Regions from separate parts of the Gossypium hirsutum genome. Here region 2 is linked to region 1. A link is a contact called in public Hi-C data. All regions are on one chromosome and are shown on one strand. Each heading gives the region's core, a stretch centred on a gene start, on an enhancer-like site or on the middle of the called end of the contact. The rest is flanking DNA. Distances are from core to core; before and after follow the strand shown.

Evidence for each region. A called contact is a pair of places that touch in the nucleus more often than the background predicts.
Region 2: a Hi-C map of leaf shows a contact between it and region 1, with 1.9 times the contacts expected there. The contact joins the promoter of LOC107924794 here to the promoter of LOC107924827 in region 1. A contact is called at or near these places in 7 of 34 Hi-C or Micro-C datasets (callus, leaf and seedling).

The regions. Positions count from the first base shown.
Region 1 is chrA02:101,234,335-101,239,120 of Gossypium_hirsutum_v2.1, reverse strand. LOC107924827 (pentatricopeptide repeat-containing protein At3g18110, chloroplastic) reads left to right here and starts at 2,694. Exons shown (of 4, transcript XM_016855438.2): 1 at 2,694-4,786. The coding sequence starts at 2,819.
Region 2 is chrA02:101,665,653-101,670,566 of Gossypium_hirsutum_v2.1, reverse strand. It overlaps LOC107924794, which reads left to right and starts at 2,452. Exons shown (of 6, transcript XM_016855390.2): 1 at 2,452-2,920; 2 at 3,020-3,238; 3 at 3,338-3,504; 4 at 4,373-4,454; 5 at 4,591-4,659. The coding sequence starts at 2,648.

The DNA.
Region 1 (4,786 bases), core at 1,445-3,944:
TAAACTTGCGAAAAGAAAGGAAAAGTCACCTTTTTTTAAAAATTTCTTTGCTTTTGATTGATATCTATATGTGTCCTCCCCAAAATACATTGTCTGTTTGAGGCTCTTTTATAGCCAAATACAATAACTTTAGTATACTATTTGCTACTGTTTTTGCTTTGCTTTCTTCTTTGGTTTCTTTTTTTATTTCTATTTTGCAGGCCTAGGGGGTCAACGGCGGTGGTAGAGGAGTTGGTGGTGTCAGAGGAGCGGTGGCAGAGGGTAGTTGAAGACCTAGGTGCGGCGCACCTAGGGTTAGGGAGATTAGGTTTTTTCTGAAAGTGTTTAACACTTTGGGCCATCGGACCTTCAATTTGTTTTTGAGCTGTAATTTTAATTGGTTTTTTTGTTTTCTTTTTTTTTGTCTGATTTGGGCTTGTTGGATTTGGGTGTGAATTGGATGTATTGAGCTTTTGAGGCTTGGGCAGAATCGAAATTGTACACTATATATTAGCATAAATGATGTATGATGTTTTGAATTATTTGTGTTTTTGAAATGAGGATTAAGTCAAAAGTACTGTAATCTAATAATTAAGTCTGGAAATGAATATTATGATGAAATGTTATGGTAAGCAAAGTATAATGGAATCGAGTGACAGATTAATAAATGTGCATTTGATAGAAGAATAGTAAAAAGGGGAAAGCTTATGAATAAAAATTGAAATAAATCAATAAAATAGTAACCCGTAGAAGTGATATTGTGATTTATGTTTAAAATGGTAGTAAGCTTAGATTTGATAAGTTGTTGTATAATGGGGTTATATGTAATCTGTAACCGAGTCGATTAGAATAAGCATTTTGCTTATTATATGCTTATGCGTTTATATTATGTTTTAATTGTTTATCATGTGATGCCAGTCTCGAATGGCTAATGAAATTACTTTTTTTATTTTAGATTTTTTTTGTTGTTTATTATCATAACATGTTTCGTAATGATCTTAAATGTGTTAAGAAAAATTATAAGTATCTTCGAACATAAAATATAACACCGCTTATTTAAAATCACAGACAATCTAAGTAAGAGGTTTTACAAATAACTTCAAGTCATAGGGTATCAATACCATCCTCAAACGTGCCAATACCCTAAGCCTAATTTCGAAGATTAGCACGTTTATATAGGCAAGCTGAGGTTTATAATTAGCATTTATAAATCTAATGTTTAATAGTAATTAGAATTGTTTTGATCGAATATAGGTATTGTATAGTCAATAGGATTACTAGAGATGCCTCTGAGCATCAATGATAGCATTGTTTGATTGATATCGTGGCCAATTCAAATTAGAGGTATTACAATCATATTTACATGCTTTTAGTTTATTGTGAATAACATTTAATGATTTAAATTAGTACTACAAACCTGTAAATGGCTTTTTAACTTAATCATTTGTAAGCCCATCAACCTTCATCAGCTCCCTAAATTGCTTAGGCATTGCAACTGAAAAACAAATTCCAATTCTATAAATAAATAAAAAAAGAAATTGAAATAAATTGCAATGGAAAAACAATTCGATATGTGAACCACCGAGTTGCTCAAAAGCTTGCAAGAAGTACCTATGCAACTCTGATGACCAGCACTACCTTCGCTTTTTTTGAGGCTGCCACTTCTCTCTCCTCTTTATTCGCATTTCTATTGTCGCCTGCTATGCCTTTGCTCTCAACTATGTTTTTCTTTATATGTAACCGGAATTAATTATGTACTGGATTATTCATTTAAATTTAAAAGTTTAATTAAAAAGTTAGTGAATTTGAATAAAATATAAATCTGAAAATTAAGTTATGATAAAAAATAAAATTTATTTTCTGAGTTGAACATCGGATGAGATTTTTTGGCTCGGCTCAAACCAAATAAGTTTTTTCACTATTATATTGTTAATATTTTATTGTTATTATTTGGATATTATATAACTTTCATTTTATTGTTAATTTTATTATTATTTTAGAGATATTTACTTGCTAAGTTGCAACTATTTTAGTATTATTTAAGTATAAAGATTTTTTTATTAATTTTTAATTTGTTAAAAAATATTTATTTTAATATATTATATTTTAAAGTCATTTCCATTTTTAACCACATCCTACAATTAAAGGAAAAAGACGTCTAGTTTATTAAATCTTTTCATTTTCTTTATTGTTCAGAGATTCAGAATGAAAAGTCAGAAACTAAAAAAAAAAAAAAATCTCTTTCGAGTGTGGATTCCACAGCTAAATTGACCTAAGCTAATTAGGTTTCTTTTTGTCATCAATAACATTTTCTTTGATTTATGAGATTCTTAATTATAGAGAAATTAGAGTTTTTTTAAAAATAATTTTCACATATATATTAAATTTTTTTATAATTAAATATTTTAAAATTTTAGAATTAGAGTTAAACTAAAAAAAAGTAAATGTTGAGAATTAAATTTTTTTTATTAGGACACATCAATGTACCATTAGGGATTTAAGTCTAAAAATTTATAATTTTTCTAACACGTGTGATGAAATTGAGAAAAAACATTTTAAGTGACCAAAATAGGAGCATCTTCAAACTTGAGTGACCAAAGTAGTAATTTTATGAAATTCTGTAGGCTTGGAAGTCAGATGGGCCAATTAAACCCAAACCAAGTTGGACCCAACTTTTAGGGAAACAGAAACATCTATTCGACCAGCAACTCCCAACTCCAGAATAAACATCCGCTCCGCCCCCCGCCAAAAGCAATGGGGGAGAAATATCTTTTATCTTGTTTTCTTCCGCATCACTCGGCTTGAACTTTGAGAAGGCAAGAGGGCATTGGCCTTGGCCATGGCCATGTCTTGCAATGGAGGACTTGTTGTAACCTTTGCCTCTCCTACTTCAAAGGTATGCATGAACACCTCTATCTCTTGCTCTTCTTCCCACATCTCAACTCCTTCACTAAATGAACACTCAAATGACAGCTCTAGTAATAACATCACATTTAGCTATAGCAGAGCCTCCCCATCTGAGAGATGGCCTCACCTTCAACTTCAACTAGCTGAAACTTACCCTTCAAGTCAAACCCATTTTTCACCTACCTCTCCTCAACTTACCCATGTTGTTAAGGAAGCTGAATTGTCTTTGGAGTCCTCAAAGTCTGAAACTTTGGAAGTGAACGATGAGACCCAGGAGAAGTTGGGGAGAGTAAGTAAGACTAGAGTTAAGAAAATGAGTAAACTGGCATTGAAAAGGGCCAAAGATTGGAGAGAAAGAGTAAAGTTTTTGACAGACAGGATTTTGGGGTTGGAACAAGACCAGTTTGTTGCTGATGTTTTGGATGATAGGAAAGTTCAGATGACACCAACCGATTTTTGCTTCCTAGTGAAATATGTTGGTCAGGAGAACTGGCAACGTGCCCTGGAAGTTTATGAGTGGTTAAATTTGAAGAACTGGTATTCCCCTAATGCCAGGATGCTTGCTACTATCTTGGCTGTGCTGGGGAAGGCCAATCAGGAGATTTTAGCTGTTGAAATCTTTACCAGGGCTGAGCCTGCTGTTGGAAATACCGTCCAGGTTTATAATGCCATGATGGGTGTTTATGCACGAAATGGAAGGTTTCAGAAAGTGCAGGAACTGCTTGATTTAATGCGTAAGAGAGGGTGTGAGCCTGACCTCGTGAGTTTCAATACTTTAATAAATGCCAGATTGAAAGCAGGAGCTATGGTGCCTGATTTAGCTATCAAGCTTTTGAATGAGGTCAGGAGGTCTGGTCTTAGGCCAGATATAATAACTTATAATACTCTTATTAGTGCTTGTTCTAGGGAATCAAACTTGGAGGAGACAATGAAGGTTTTTGACGATATGGACAGCCATAATTGTCAACCTGATTTATGGACTTACAATGCTATGATTTCGGTGTATGGGAGATGTGGGATGGCATATAAAGCTGAGCAGCTGTTTAGGGATTTAGAGTCTAAAGGGTTTTTCCCGGATGCAGTCACATATAATTCATTGTTATATGCTTTTGCAAGAGAAGGAAATGTGGACAAGGTAAAAGAGATTTGTGAAGAAATGATTGAAATGGGGTTCGGTAGAGATGAGATGACTTATAATACAATTATTCACATGTATGGGAAGCAGGGCCAGCATGAATTGGGATTGCAGCTTTACAAGGACATGAAATTGTCAGGGCGGAATCCAGATGTGGTAACATATACAGTCTTGATCGATTCCCTAGGGAAAGCAAATAAGATAAAGGAGGCTTCTAATTTGATGTCAGAGATGTTGGATGCAGGTGTTAAGCCTACTGTGCGGACTTGTAGTGCTTTGATTTGTGGGTATGCTAAGGCTGGAATGGCTGTGGAGGCTGAGGATACATTTAATTGCATGCGGAAATCTGGGATTAGACCTGATTTCCTGGCATACTCTGTCATGTTGGATATCCTTTTGAGATGTAATGAAATAACAAAAGCATGGGTGATGTACCAGGAAATGGTTCGTGATGGTTTCACACCAGATAATATACTTTATGAGGTGATGCTTCAGGCACTAACAAAGGAAAATAAAGTGGAAGAAATAAAAATGGTGGTTGGAGACATGAAAGAACTTTGTGGTATGAATCTTCAAACTATTTCCTCTTTCCTTGTCAAGGGTGAATGCTATGACCTGGCTGTACAGATGCTGAGATTAGGCATAAGTAATGGTGAAGCGCTAGATGATGAAAATTTGTTGTCTATTTTGAGTTCATACAGTTCATCTGGCAGGCACAAAGAAGCATGCGAAGTACTTGAGTTCTTGAAAGAACACACTGAAGGG
Region 2 (4,914 bases), core at 1,203-3,702, 430 kb before region 1:
GTCCCCTGCACCCTAATTAATGCAAAACAGAATGCCCAGTAGTAAACACACGGGCAGAGACACAGGCGTATGTCTCTGCCATGTAAAGGGCACGGCCTTAGGACATGGGCGTGTGCCCAGGCCGTGTGAAGTCTGCACTTGATTTTGGAATTTAATTCGCCACATGGTCTAAGCACACGGGTGTGTGACTTGGTCATGTGACCCTATTTGTGTTGATGATGTCATAAATAGAGAGTTACATGGGCTGAGGACACGAGCGTGTCCTAAGCCACACGGGCGTGTGAGACTACACGGTCTATCCACACGAGCATGTGATCCTGTTTCATGAAATTTTTTCTATATTTTTCTAAAGTTCTAGGATTAGTCCCAAACTACTCCCGATGTATGTTTTAGGCCTCGTAGGCCTATATAAGGGACAATTTGCATGTGTATGAATGGTTTTAAATTGAACGAAGTTTTATGGACGGTTGTGTATGTTTGCTGGTGTTTAAGTCCGGTAATACCTCGTATCCTATCCCGGTGTCAGACATGGGTAAGGGGTGTTACAAGGATCATATTGGGAGAACGGATTTATCCCAAAGAGATTAAGGATATCCTATAAGGGTAACACACTTATGACAAGGTCATTGGATGAGCACTGATTGAGTTGCTTTTGTAATGGTATGTCGTTGAGGAAAGCTCAATCACGATACTCTAGTGGAATAACTTCGTGACTAAATGAGTTTATAATTAATAGATGAAAAGCGAGAACTTAATTATAAAATATTTGAGCCCTAATTACATATGTTCAATCGGTCTTTCTGCTACCTCGTTGAGACCATAAATGAATTGCATGTTGAATCAAATTAACAGAAATGAAAAGAAATGGTGAAAATGGAAACATGAGAAATATTTGGAAATGAATGTGGTTTTCTCCAAAATGAAAATGACTTGGAAATGAATTATGGTTTTTCAAAAATGGAAATAAATCATTTGGTCATAGTGGACCCAAAATGTTAAATATATTTTCTTATAGATTCTTTTACGACAAGGTCTTCATGATTTAACAGAATTAGGATTGGGTTGAGAAAATTATTTAATTGGGAAATTAATTTAAATTAATTTGAGATGTTTATTTTGGGAAATAGAAAAATATATATTAGGTTGGACCGAATTATGAAATACTGGGTTAAAAATTCAAGAAGTATTTGTAATTGGACCCGTTATGAGAAGGGCCCAAAGCCCCTCATGTTAAAGGGTTGAACAGCAAACCCTAGTATTATTAATTACGGTTGTCACCCCCAATACTTCTAGTTAGACTTGGAGTTTATTTTTCTATTTGAAATAGATTTCTACAATTCAACAAGAGTTTTACTTCTTCTCTCTATAAGTAGATGACACCAGTAGGGCTAATTACACAATTTTAAGATGTTGTTATTTTGCATGAAAATAGTGAGAGTTTATTCTCTAAATATTAAATCTATTTTCCGGAATAACAATTTTGTTGGTTTCTATTAAGAAGAGATTTTACTTTCACACTGAAAGTAAAGAAAACTATTTTTGGTACTGTATTTGATTTGAATCATTCAAGCCTACACTCAAAGTAGTTCGTAGTATAAGAATAGTGGAGAAGGCCGTTCGGTTGAAAGTTAAAAAAGACAAGGATCAGTCTAATTGAAAACACAGGTGTAATTTCGATAAAGGGTTCATTGCTATAAATATTACAAATCAATTTAGTTTTTAAAATTTTTATTTTCTGCTATACAAGAAAACCATTTTTGAACCATATTTTTTTCAAGATTAACTGCCTTTAGTTTAGTTGTTGCATGAATTGTTTAAACATCTCTAGGGACAAATTTAGACAATTAAAATGCGGTGTGTTTTGTTCGCATTTGTGACTTGTTTAATTTTTGTTGGTTTCCTATCAACAAATAATTTTTTATTTGAGCTGAAACTGTTTTTATTATATTTGACGGGAGAAGGAAGAGGAGTGGTTTATTGACAGCAAACTTTAGCCTTAACTTGTTTGAATTAGTTTTACATAGTGCTAAAATTGTTTTTAAATTTGCTTGGAACTGAATTTTAGCATTTGAAATTTAAATTATAGATAAAGGATTTAATATAAACCATATCTTATTGACTCTAGATAATAAATAGGCGAGAATAATTTTTTATTCTACGTCATTCTTATCATTTTCTGATAAGAGGATGACAAATCAGATTTTTTCTTTTAATTTTCTAATAAATGCTAAAAATTAGGAATAAAAATCTAATTTGTCATTCTCATATTATAAAAGGATAAGAATAACGTGAAATTACAGTTTTATACAATCATTTTTCTTTAAATAAATAAGCTAGTTGAATGTTATTTTGAGTCATCTCTTTTGGAGTTCTTATGTGAAAGATTATTTTGTAATTTCCTACTATTTACAGCTACAATTATTTTGTAAATAATGTTTGAGACAATCAATTGGAACATAACAGCAAACCGATTTTTTTTTTCAAAAATCAATATTTCTTATAGTTCGAAAAGTATTAATTATACATAACTATATTTTAAAAAGAAAATGTAACTCGCCAATACTTAATAAATAATAATAATAATAAATAAATACTGATTTGTGGAATTGAGAGGAGTGGCCTAGGAAGGGCGTGTGGCTGTCAGCATATGCCTGCTTTATCTAGTCATACCCTCCTTTTGTATCCACACAACTTGAACAACACCAAAGCAGCCACGCCACCTCACTCAACAAAGCCCATAACTAAACCTCTCAAATCCTTTTCTTTTCCTGTTTTCTCTTCCACTGCCAATTGTTCAACCATGTCATCAGCTGTGATTGCAGGTGCCTCTTCTTCTTGTTCTGCCGCCTTCACCAGCAGGAAGAACTACTCCAACAAAACTACCTCCACCCCTTCTCCCAAGGCATTCAATACTTCACAGGTATGACTGTTTGTCATGTCATCTGAATCCTCTCTCAAACTGCTTTCACTTCAGTACCCAATTAACTGAAACCTCTCATTTTGTCCCATGCATGTACAGAAAACCGCACTCCAAGGCTTGTCTCTTCAAGAGGCCAAAGGGGGTATCTCAGATTTCTTCATAGCTGAGAAAAAGAGCAGTGTCTGTTCCAGTCATGTAGGAAGAGGACTTGAGATCACTGCAAGAACTGCCGGTGCTTCAAAAACTATAGAGGTTGAGGTTGACAAGCCTTTAGGTTTGACATTAGGTCAGAAGCAAGGAGGTGGTGTAGTTATCACTGTAAGTTTTGATGTTTCTTCCATCATTGATGTGACAGTATTTTGGCCTTTTCTCTTTCCAATTCAATGTGGTTTTTTAAATGGATGGATACAACTACAGGCTGTTGATGGGGGTGGGAATGCAGCAAAAGCAGGGCTTAAGGCAGGGGATCAGGTACTTTACACTAGCAGTTTCTTTGGGGATGAACTTTGGCCTGCAGATAAGCTTGGGTTCACTAAAACTGCCATACAGGCAAAGCCCGATTCTGTATATTTTGTTGTTAGCAGGTTTGCTTTCTTATCTAAATTTCACTTCTTATCATTTATCTAAATTTAGTTGTATAATTTCAGTGAATAGGTAGAAAGGAGGAAGCTTTTGTTGATAATTTGATATAAATTCATGGAATAACAAAGAAGACGGTAAAATTTCTTCTTTGTTGTGGGTTACAAAGTCACAAATTTTAGTCAATAAAAGGTTATTTCTCACTTTATAGATTTAAATACAAACTCATTTATTGAATATGATTGTCCCATGGGGAATAATCCATGAATGGATTAGGCTTCATGCCAAGAAAACGTGCTATAGTGTGTAGTGAAGCAAATCAAGATATAGTAGTATATGATCTCCTTTTGCACTTTCGAATTTTGGCCATTCACTAAAATGAGGGAGCTTACCAGAGGGTTTAGACAAACAAGGGTCCTTTTCTTCTGTTCTTTTTCTTTCCTTTTCCCAATGGAAATATTGCAGCTAAACCTCCTCTAGGATGTTATTTTTCTTTTTTCCTTGAAGAATATGGATACCGATTCACTTTGAGAAAGGAGACAGTGATATGTTGGCATAGCTGCTATACTGCTACTAAGTCTATTTTTATTATTCTCTTAAATGAAGAAGTCCAGTAAAGATTGCCAATAAAAATGACTTCTGGTTGAGCTCATAGCTTTGCTCAGCCTATTCATGTAGCCACCTTAAAGAAGTGGTATTTAGCAGAACTGGAGTTTGAATTCCAGCATTTTCAACTCCTATCCTCGAAAGGGTTCTTTCATACCAAAAAGATGCCATGTGGTTGTACCCGGTTACTGGACACAATAAAATGATGTATTAGCCTTGAGAATACATCAAAAAATGCCATCTGACAGTCCTTTTGATGTATTGCAGAGGTGCAGAAGTTGATGTTAAACGACTACCAAAACGACCGGCACCACCTCGCTTCGGAAGGAAACTTACTGAGGCTCAAAAGGCAAACATAGCTTTGGCCAACTAAGATTATACTTCACTTTAGATAAAGATTAGCATACTAAGTTACATTTGTGTGTGTATTAAATGAGACTATATAGCACATGTTGAAAGTACTAATGGAATGCAGAATTTTGCAGGCAAGAGCTACTCATATTTGCCTTGACTGCGGATACATATACACTGCACAGAAACCTTTTGATGAGCAGGCAAGTTTCTCAGAAAAAGAATTTAAACTTCTTATTCGATTTAATCATCTAAAATTGACAGCAGTAATCAATATAAAAAAGAAGAGGGGTATAGAAAATATAAAAGCCATAGGTGTTACCTATGGCTTTCGGATGCTTTTCACCAAATATATAGTGCTCGCATGTATTTATGTTCATTGTATATATTGGCTAATCTGTATTCTGCTTGCAACTGTTGGAGGAGATTAATGGTCCTCTCATGGTCATGAAAGTTTA